2 separate regions of the Sus scrofa genome follow, and region 1 is linked to region 2. Evidence: chromatin contacts called from public Hi-C data. All regions are on one chromosome and are shown on one strand. Each heading gives the region's core, a stretch centred on a gene start, on an enhancer-like site or on the middle of the called end of the contact. The rest is flanking DNA. Distances are from core to core; before and after follow the strand shown.

Evidence for each region. Hi-C and Micro-C count contacts between places; a contact is called where the count stands out from the background.
Region 1: a contact with region 2 is called in a Hi-C map of skeletal muscle, with 15 times the contacts expected there. The contact joins the promoter of SH2B2 here to the promoter of PRKRIP1 in region 2. A contact is called at or near these places in 3 of 5 promoter capture datasets (fetal liver, fetal skeletal muscle and liver), 31 of 47 Hi-C or Micro-C datasets (adipose tissue, alveolar macrophages, blood and 16 more) and 2 of 2 datasets of contacts at active chromatin or transcription factors (alveolar macrophages and skeletal muscle).

The regions. Positions count from the first base shown.
Region 1 is chr3:9,668,867-9,672,185 of Sscrofa11.1, reverse strand. It overlaps SH2B2 (SH2B adapter protein 2), which reads right to left and starts at 1,348. Exons shown (of 9, transcript XM_021086271.1): 1 at 1,179-1,348. The coding sequence starts at 1,221. It overlaps CUX1 (protein CASP), which reads right to left. Exons shown (of 23, transcript XM_021086269.1): 22 at 3,301-3,319; 23 at 2,187-3,089. The coding sequence ends at 3,020.
Region 2 is chr3:9,722,522-9,725,977 of Sscrofa11.1, reverse strand. PRKRIP1 (PRKR-interacting protein 1) reads right to left here and starts at 1,990. Exons shown (of 7, transcript XR_002342313.1): 1 at 1,809-1,990; 2 at 1,053-1,131.

The DNA.
Region 1 (3,319 bases), core at 99-2,598, 53 kb after region 2:
GGCCGGAAATCGAAGCCCGACTACAGGGCAGGGAAGACCTGTGCGCGGTTCCCACCTCCCTACCTACACAGAGATGGGTACACTGACGCCGCCCCCCCAGGAGGAGGTCTCTTCAGAGGTCACCTGGGGCTGATGAGCGGACACAGCCCTATCTTCCTCATCCCTGCTCGGTTCTGCAGCCTTCAAACTCGCGGCATAGACTAGGACAGATCCCAGTCTGGCTAAAAAAACAAAATCCCAGTCTGGCTAAAAAAACAAAGACTGCTACTGGCCTTTGCAGGTGCTTGTGGACTGACCCCTGGCGGGCTGAGAGCCTCCAGGAGGCTTCTCAGAAGAGAAGGAGGGGCTCCAGCAGGCCTGGAAGGTGCCCAAGAGGAGCAGAAGGGTATCGGTGTGAGCGGAAGTGTGGAAGGGCCGCTCAGAGGTCAGACCTATTGCTTGCTCCTGGAGAGAGGAAGAGGGTGCCAGGCTCCCGCCCCCCTCTCGGTTCCTGGCCCCAACCCACGTCCTGGGATCACACCAGCAGTTAGATCAGCTCCTCGCTAAACTCTCTGCCGCGAGAGGTTGTTCTGTGATCTGTTGTGGTCTCCTGGCCAGCCGGGAGTGTCTCCATCTCTTGCCCCCACCCCACCCCCGTCATGACCTCTGACCTTTGTAGAGAGCCCTTTAACCTTTCCCCAAGCCAGTTCACATCTCTGACTTCCCAGGAAGCAGGACAGGCAAAGAATGGTTTTTATCCCAGTCTTGAGGATGGAAAGGGTAGGGCCTAGAGGGGCGTGCTGGGAGGTGAAGGTGGAGATTGGCCAGGAATCCGCACCTCCTGCCGGCCAGCCCTGGCCTCCCTCCACCGGGGCGCTGAAGCCAGGCACGCCTGGTCTGAGGCCCTGGTTCCTTAGCCCCTTCCCTTCTACACACAGACCGCCCTCTCGGCAGGACCTGGCCAGCAAACATTTACGGAGGCTTAGGTGCAAACCAGCCATGGATTGGAACTGCACAGAAGCCTGGGCATCTGGCTGGGAACCAGACCCATAAATGGGGCTGAGGGGTGTGGGAGTGTGGGAGTGGCTTGGGAGGGTGATCCCTGCACAGTGGGAGAGAGGGAGGGTCCACGCTGGGTGGCCTGGCTGCGGACCCCACCCTCTTGGGGGGATGGAGACTGGAACCCCCAGGGGACTAACCTGCTTCCAAGTAGTAGGCTGAGCTCCAGTGGTGGGTGGTCATTGGCCAGGGAGGGTCGTGGGGTGTGGAGTCCAGGGCAAGACAATGGCCCTGATGTCCAGGGAGGAGGAAGCGAGGAGGACTCTGACCTTCAAGGAGGAACTGGTGGGAGAAGTGGAAGTGGCTGGGGTGGGCGGGGAAGGAGGGGAGCTGTGATTAGCCAAGAATAGCTCTGTCATGGCAACGGGAATGAGGGTGAGAGATGAGGGGCCCATCTGGGGTCCCCAAGGGCAGGCCCTGGGGCCTTAGAGGAAGTTCTGATGGGGTAGATGACAGGGGTGCTGGGGGTGGGGCCCCAAAGGGGGGTGCGGCCCTGGAGGCACAAACTCTAGAGTATTTAGGGCTAAAACTCAGACATGGATACCACAGGGGACTCGGGCCTGGTGGACTGCTGGGTGGTTGCTGAGTGCGCCTGGCCAGTGGGAGAACGCCAACCACCACGGACCAAGAGGAAGCCCTAAGTCTGGGTGGGAGGGGACCCATATCAGTGGGGTTGGGCTGGAGGCCAGGCGGCCCAGAACCTGTGGCTCAGGGGTGTCCCCTTGCAAGGCTGTCACTCAGGGGACTTGATGGGCATGGGCCCCCACAATGCCTGGCCGGCAGGGCCCCGGGGGAAGGGAGCATGTGCGTGGCTCCAGGGCACGCAGAAAAGGAACGCAGGGATTCCCCAGGAGCTGCTGTCACACATGCAATCGCAGCATGAAAAAGGAAGGGAATTCTCTTTGCGATTGCGTTGTTTGCTCACGAGAACTCAGACGCTGCGGGTTTGGCTTCCGCAAAGCCCTGGACGACTCAGGGAATTCGTGGTGACGGGAAGTGGGGCAGAGGCCTCCCACGTGTGGGGACCCGTGCTCCACATCAGCAGAGCAGCTGTGAGGTCGGTCCAGCCAGCAGCTCCTGGAGGTGTTGCTGCAGGAACCCGCCCACCTGCTTCCTGTACCCCCGGGGTCACAGAGCTGCGGCACCAGTGTGGCTGCAACAATGTGTTTATTCAAAATGTGCAAAGCTGAAGCAAGTGCAAATCTAATTTAGGAAGATCTGCCAGTGGCCTCAGGGTGGCCATGCTAGGGTGGCCCACAGCCAGCTCTGCTTGGCTGAGAAGCACCTGGGCCCCTCAAACCGGTCCTTGGGTTTGAAGAGCCTGGGGTGTAGCGACTCACTGGAGATTCCTCCTCACTTAAAAGCCAGAATAACTTGCTAATAAGAAAGCAAACATTAGAGTGGCTCCAAGGGCTGGGAGGGGGCAACAGAGACTATCCTGCCCTCTGGGGCTCCTTCACTTCTTGGGGTGGGGTGGGGTGGAGTTGGGGTGAAGGCTGGACTCAAAGCCTGCTGGCCTGCAAGGAAGGGCTTCCACATCTTGGGGAGAGGGTGATGGATCCTAGGGGAGCCCAAGGGGATCCCAGAGCCTGGCACAGAGAGGCCTGCGGACGCCAACCGGATTAACTACTGCCAGAATCAGGGGGAACTCAGTGTCACAGCTGGGATGTCTCTGCCACCAGGACTCGTGGTCAGGCTGCAGGTGGGACTGGGGCTGGGTCACCAGCCTGAGATGGGCCTGAAGGGGTCCCTTTGGCTCAGCCTGGCTTGGCCTTGGGAGTTTTCTGGACCTAGGGGGCCTGATGTGGCTGAGACCATCTTTTAAGGGGGCCCCAGGGGACCTGGGGCACTGTTGGGTGGAGGGCAAAGGCAGTCTACGTGGGGAATTCAACAGGGAAGGGAAGCCTATGTCATTAGAAGCAGCTGAACAAGCAGGGGAGGGGAACGCAGCCATTACCATCCTGGGGGAAGCCCCAGGACGTCACTGCCACAAGTCACCGGCTGCTGCCCCGTGGTCATTCTCGTGGAACTTGTGCAGGTGATCGGCAAACCTGTGGGCCACAGAGACCTTTGCTGAGGCCAAGTGTGAGAAGGAGAGGAATGTGGGGGGTGGCGGAGGGCACAGGGATCTCCCGGGGCTAGGCTGGTATGAAGGTCGTGGGTGGACCAGATGGGGGTAGGAACGGGGGGCGGGGGACCTAAGAATGCGCTGGTGCTGGGGGCTGAGGGTGGGGCTGTGGCGGGGCTCGGCCGGGAACTCACTTCTTGGCACAGAAGGTGG
Region 2 (3,456 bases), core at 741-3,240:
GGACCATGCCTGCTCATCTCCCCACTGTACCCCAGAACCTAGCACAGCATCTGGCATGTTGTAGCGATCATGAAATACTTGTTGCATTAATGTTGACTGTGAAGTCACTAAAAATTCCACTCTAACACAGCATAAGAGGACAAGTAGGATTTCCATTGTGGCTCAGTGGTAATGAACCCAACTAGTATCCATGAGGATTTGGCTTTGATCCTCAGCCTCACTCAGTGGGTTAATGGATCTGGCATTGCTGTGAGCTGTAGTGTAGGCTGGCAGCTGCAGCTCCAATTCGACCCCTAGCCTGGGAACGTCCACATGCCTTGGGTAAGGCCCTCAAAAAAAAGAAAAGAAAAAAAAAAGTAGGTTAGCTTATCAAATAATATGTGTAGAACAATCATATTTTTGTAAGACATTTTTTCTTAAGCCTGAGTGGTTTTTGACTATAAAGACATTTGCAAGGAAAAATCAAAATGTTACAAATAGACCATTAGAATTACAGGTGGTTCTAATTTTTCTCCATCTGTTACTTATTCTTTACAGTTGTTAATTTACTACTCAACAACATAAAACTATTTCAATTTTGAAAAAAGAGTATTATTATTAAAACAGTGCAGGAGTTCCTGCCGTGGTGCTGGGGAAACGAATCCGACTAGGAACCATGAAGTTGTGGGTTCGATCCCTGGCCTCGCTCAGTGGGTTAAGGATCTGGCATTGCCGTGAGCTGTGGTGTAGGTTGCAGACATGGCTCGGATCCCGAGGTGCTGTGGCTCTGGTGTAGGCTGGCAGCTGCAGCTCTGATTAGACCCCTAGCCTAGGAACCTGCATATGTGGCGGGTGCAGCCCTGAAAAGACAAAAACAAAAAACACAAAGCAGAAAAACAACAATGCAGAAAAAAATACTCTAATGCCAAGCCATAGCAACAATACCCCTTCACTGTAAGAGCGAAATACTGGATCAGTGAACTTTTTTCCTCCCTATGAGAGAGGTAATCAACAAATACTAGCTGCAAAGTTTTTATATCTACACTTTAAAGACCACATCCGAAAGACATTACCCATTACATCTCGGACAAATTCCGGGGGAGGTCGAGGTGCCCATTCACTCACTTTTTCTGGAATTGGAACTGCTTTGTCCTGCAACACACAGAAAGCATTTATATGTACAAAGTCACAGCTTTTACAAAGAACTGGACTAATGAAGTACAGTTGTTTTGCTCCTTGGACCCAAAGCCGAGTGTCTCTTCTTCCCTCTGCCTTTTCTTCTCCCCATACACTATGGATTCTATCACAACCCACAACTTTCCAGGGCAGACCTCAGAAATGTAAGACATCATTTAGGGCTGGAAACCTCCGACTTTAAAAACTATTATTCGAAGAGAGTCAACCCTTCTTAGTCAAAGGTGGAAGAGACCTTCGCATCCAACATTTTCATGACTGAGGGGAATGACTTGCCCCAGTTGTCTCGGCTAATGCCTCTCTAACAGCTGGTGCTATTTAGGAGAAAAATATCCTTGGGCTAACCCACGGATTCTCTCTCTCCAACTTAAGGCTTCTTTTCACACGGTTAAACTGGAAAGAGCCTTAAAGCACGGGAAGCCACCCCATAAGCCTTCACCCAGGCTGGGCTCTAATGTAAAGGCAGGAGAGAGCTCACTATCTTTGGGGCAGCCTACTTCTTCCTCAGGTCTGACTCTAGATTTCGGGTTCTGAGTTCTAGAGTTCAGAGGGGGGGAAAGTGGACCCGCAGGCGTCCGGAGATGCCGGAACCGAAGGAGGTGGGACTCGGGGGGGCCGTCAGCCCTCTGTCTCACCGGGTTCTTCATGAGCCGTTCCAGCTTGAGCTTCTGCTCCTCCGCCGCATTCTTGGGGATGACGAGCGTCTGCGGCTCTTTCTTGGGCCTGGGCGGTCGCACCGAGGAGGCAGCTGAACTCGCCATGACTACTCTCCAGCCTCCCTGTGGAGGGGCGGAAGCGGCGGCGCGCGTATGACGACAGAGCCGCGCGCCTGCAACGCACGCGCAGTCTCCTCGCTGGGCGGGGCTGGGGCGGAGTTGCCGGCCGGAAGCGGGCTGCTGAATATTCATGAACCCAAGGCCGAGAGGGGTTATATTGATTAAACCTGCTAGATTTCATTTCCTGTTTCTGAGCAAATGAGGGCAGCGAATGCTCTTGCCCCTGGGGGAGAGGTGGCCCTGCGTGCCCGAGGGTCCGGCCCTAGCAGACCTTTCCAGTCGTGGCGCGCACTGTGGCTCCGCCGCCGCTCAGCTAATGGCTTTGAGCATCCTCCACTCCCACCCCCACCCCCGCCCCCGCCCCCAGGGCCTTTGTCTGGACCGCTCCTCCTCCCATTTCTGACAGTCTTAAGACAGCGCGAACAAGTCACTGTGAGTTCCCTGAGGACTGGCACTGCTTCTCTTTTCTCACCTCGAATTACTCTGCACCTGGCTCCCTGCAACTATACCTCGGTCGAGTGAACGGGCTTTCTTATGATAAGGAGGGTAGCTGCCCCTCACATCTGGGAGCTGGCCTGGCATTCACTGCTAGGCCTTGGTATTCAGCGGGACGTAAACAATTTTCCAGAACACCGCCATCGTGCAAGGCCGTTGTGTGGCCATGATGGAGCAAGGCATAAACAAGACTGCTCTGTAATCATGTTCAAAGTCAAATAAAAACAAGAATATTGTTGGAATCAGTCTTGGTCTGATTCCAACAATATGAAACATTTCCCCATTCTGACTAATATGAGTAACTGCTGCTTCTTTATAGCATTAGCCTCCCACTTTAAATATTTACTAAGGCTTGCAATTGTAGAGCCGTCCCAGCTTCCTGACATCTAGTCCAGAGAAAAAGCCCACTTGCTTGAACCCTCCCCCAGATCACCTGACCCAGGCCCAAATTCTTTAAGTCTTTTTAAACACTCTTACTGAAGTAAATGCAGTCTTCCTTCTCAAAAGAGGCATTGAGCCCAATTCGTTCAACGATAAGTGTGTTCCTGGTGGTATTCAGAATATTTCTCATAGAGAGTGGAAGTTCTGTCTTGTTCATTGGTATAGTCCCAGTGCCTGGGGCAAGGCCTGGCCTATGGCACAATACTCAATAAACACTTGCTAGATGGGGAGTTCTCACTGTGGCGCAATGGGATCAGCGGCATCTTGGGAGCACTGGGACGCAGGTTCAATCCCAGCCCTGCACAGCAGGTGAAGGATCCGGTGTTGCCGCAGCTACAGCTTAGGTCAAAACTATGGCTCAGGGAGTTCCCGTTGTGGTGCAGCGGAAACTGATCTGACTAGTAACTGTGAAGTTGCGGGTTTGATCCCTGGCCTTGCTTGGTGGATTAAGGATCCAGCATTGCTGTGAGCTGTGGTGTAGGTCGCAGACGTGGCTTGGATCTGACATTGCTGTGGCTGTGGCCTAGGCCTCCAGCTACAGCTCTGTTTCTACCCCTTACCTGGGAACTTC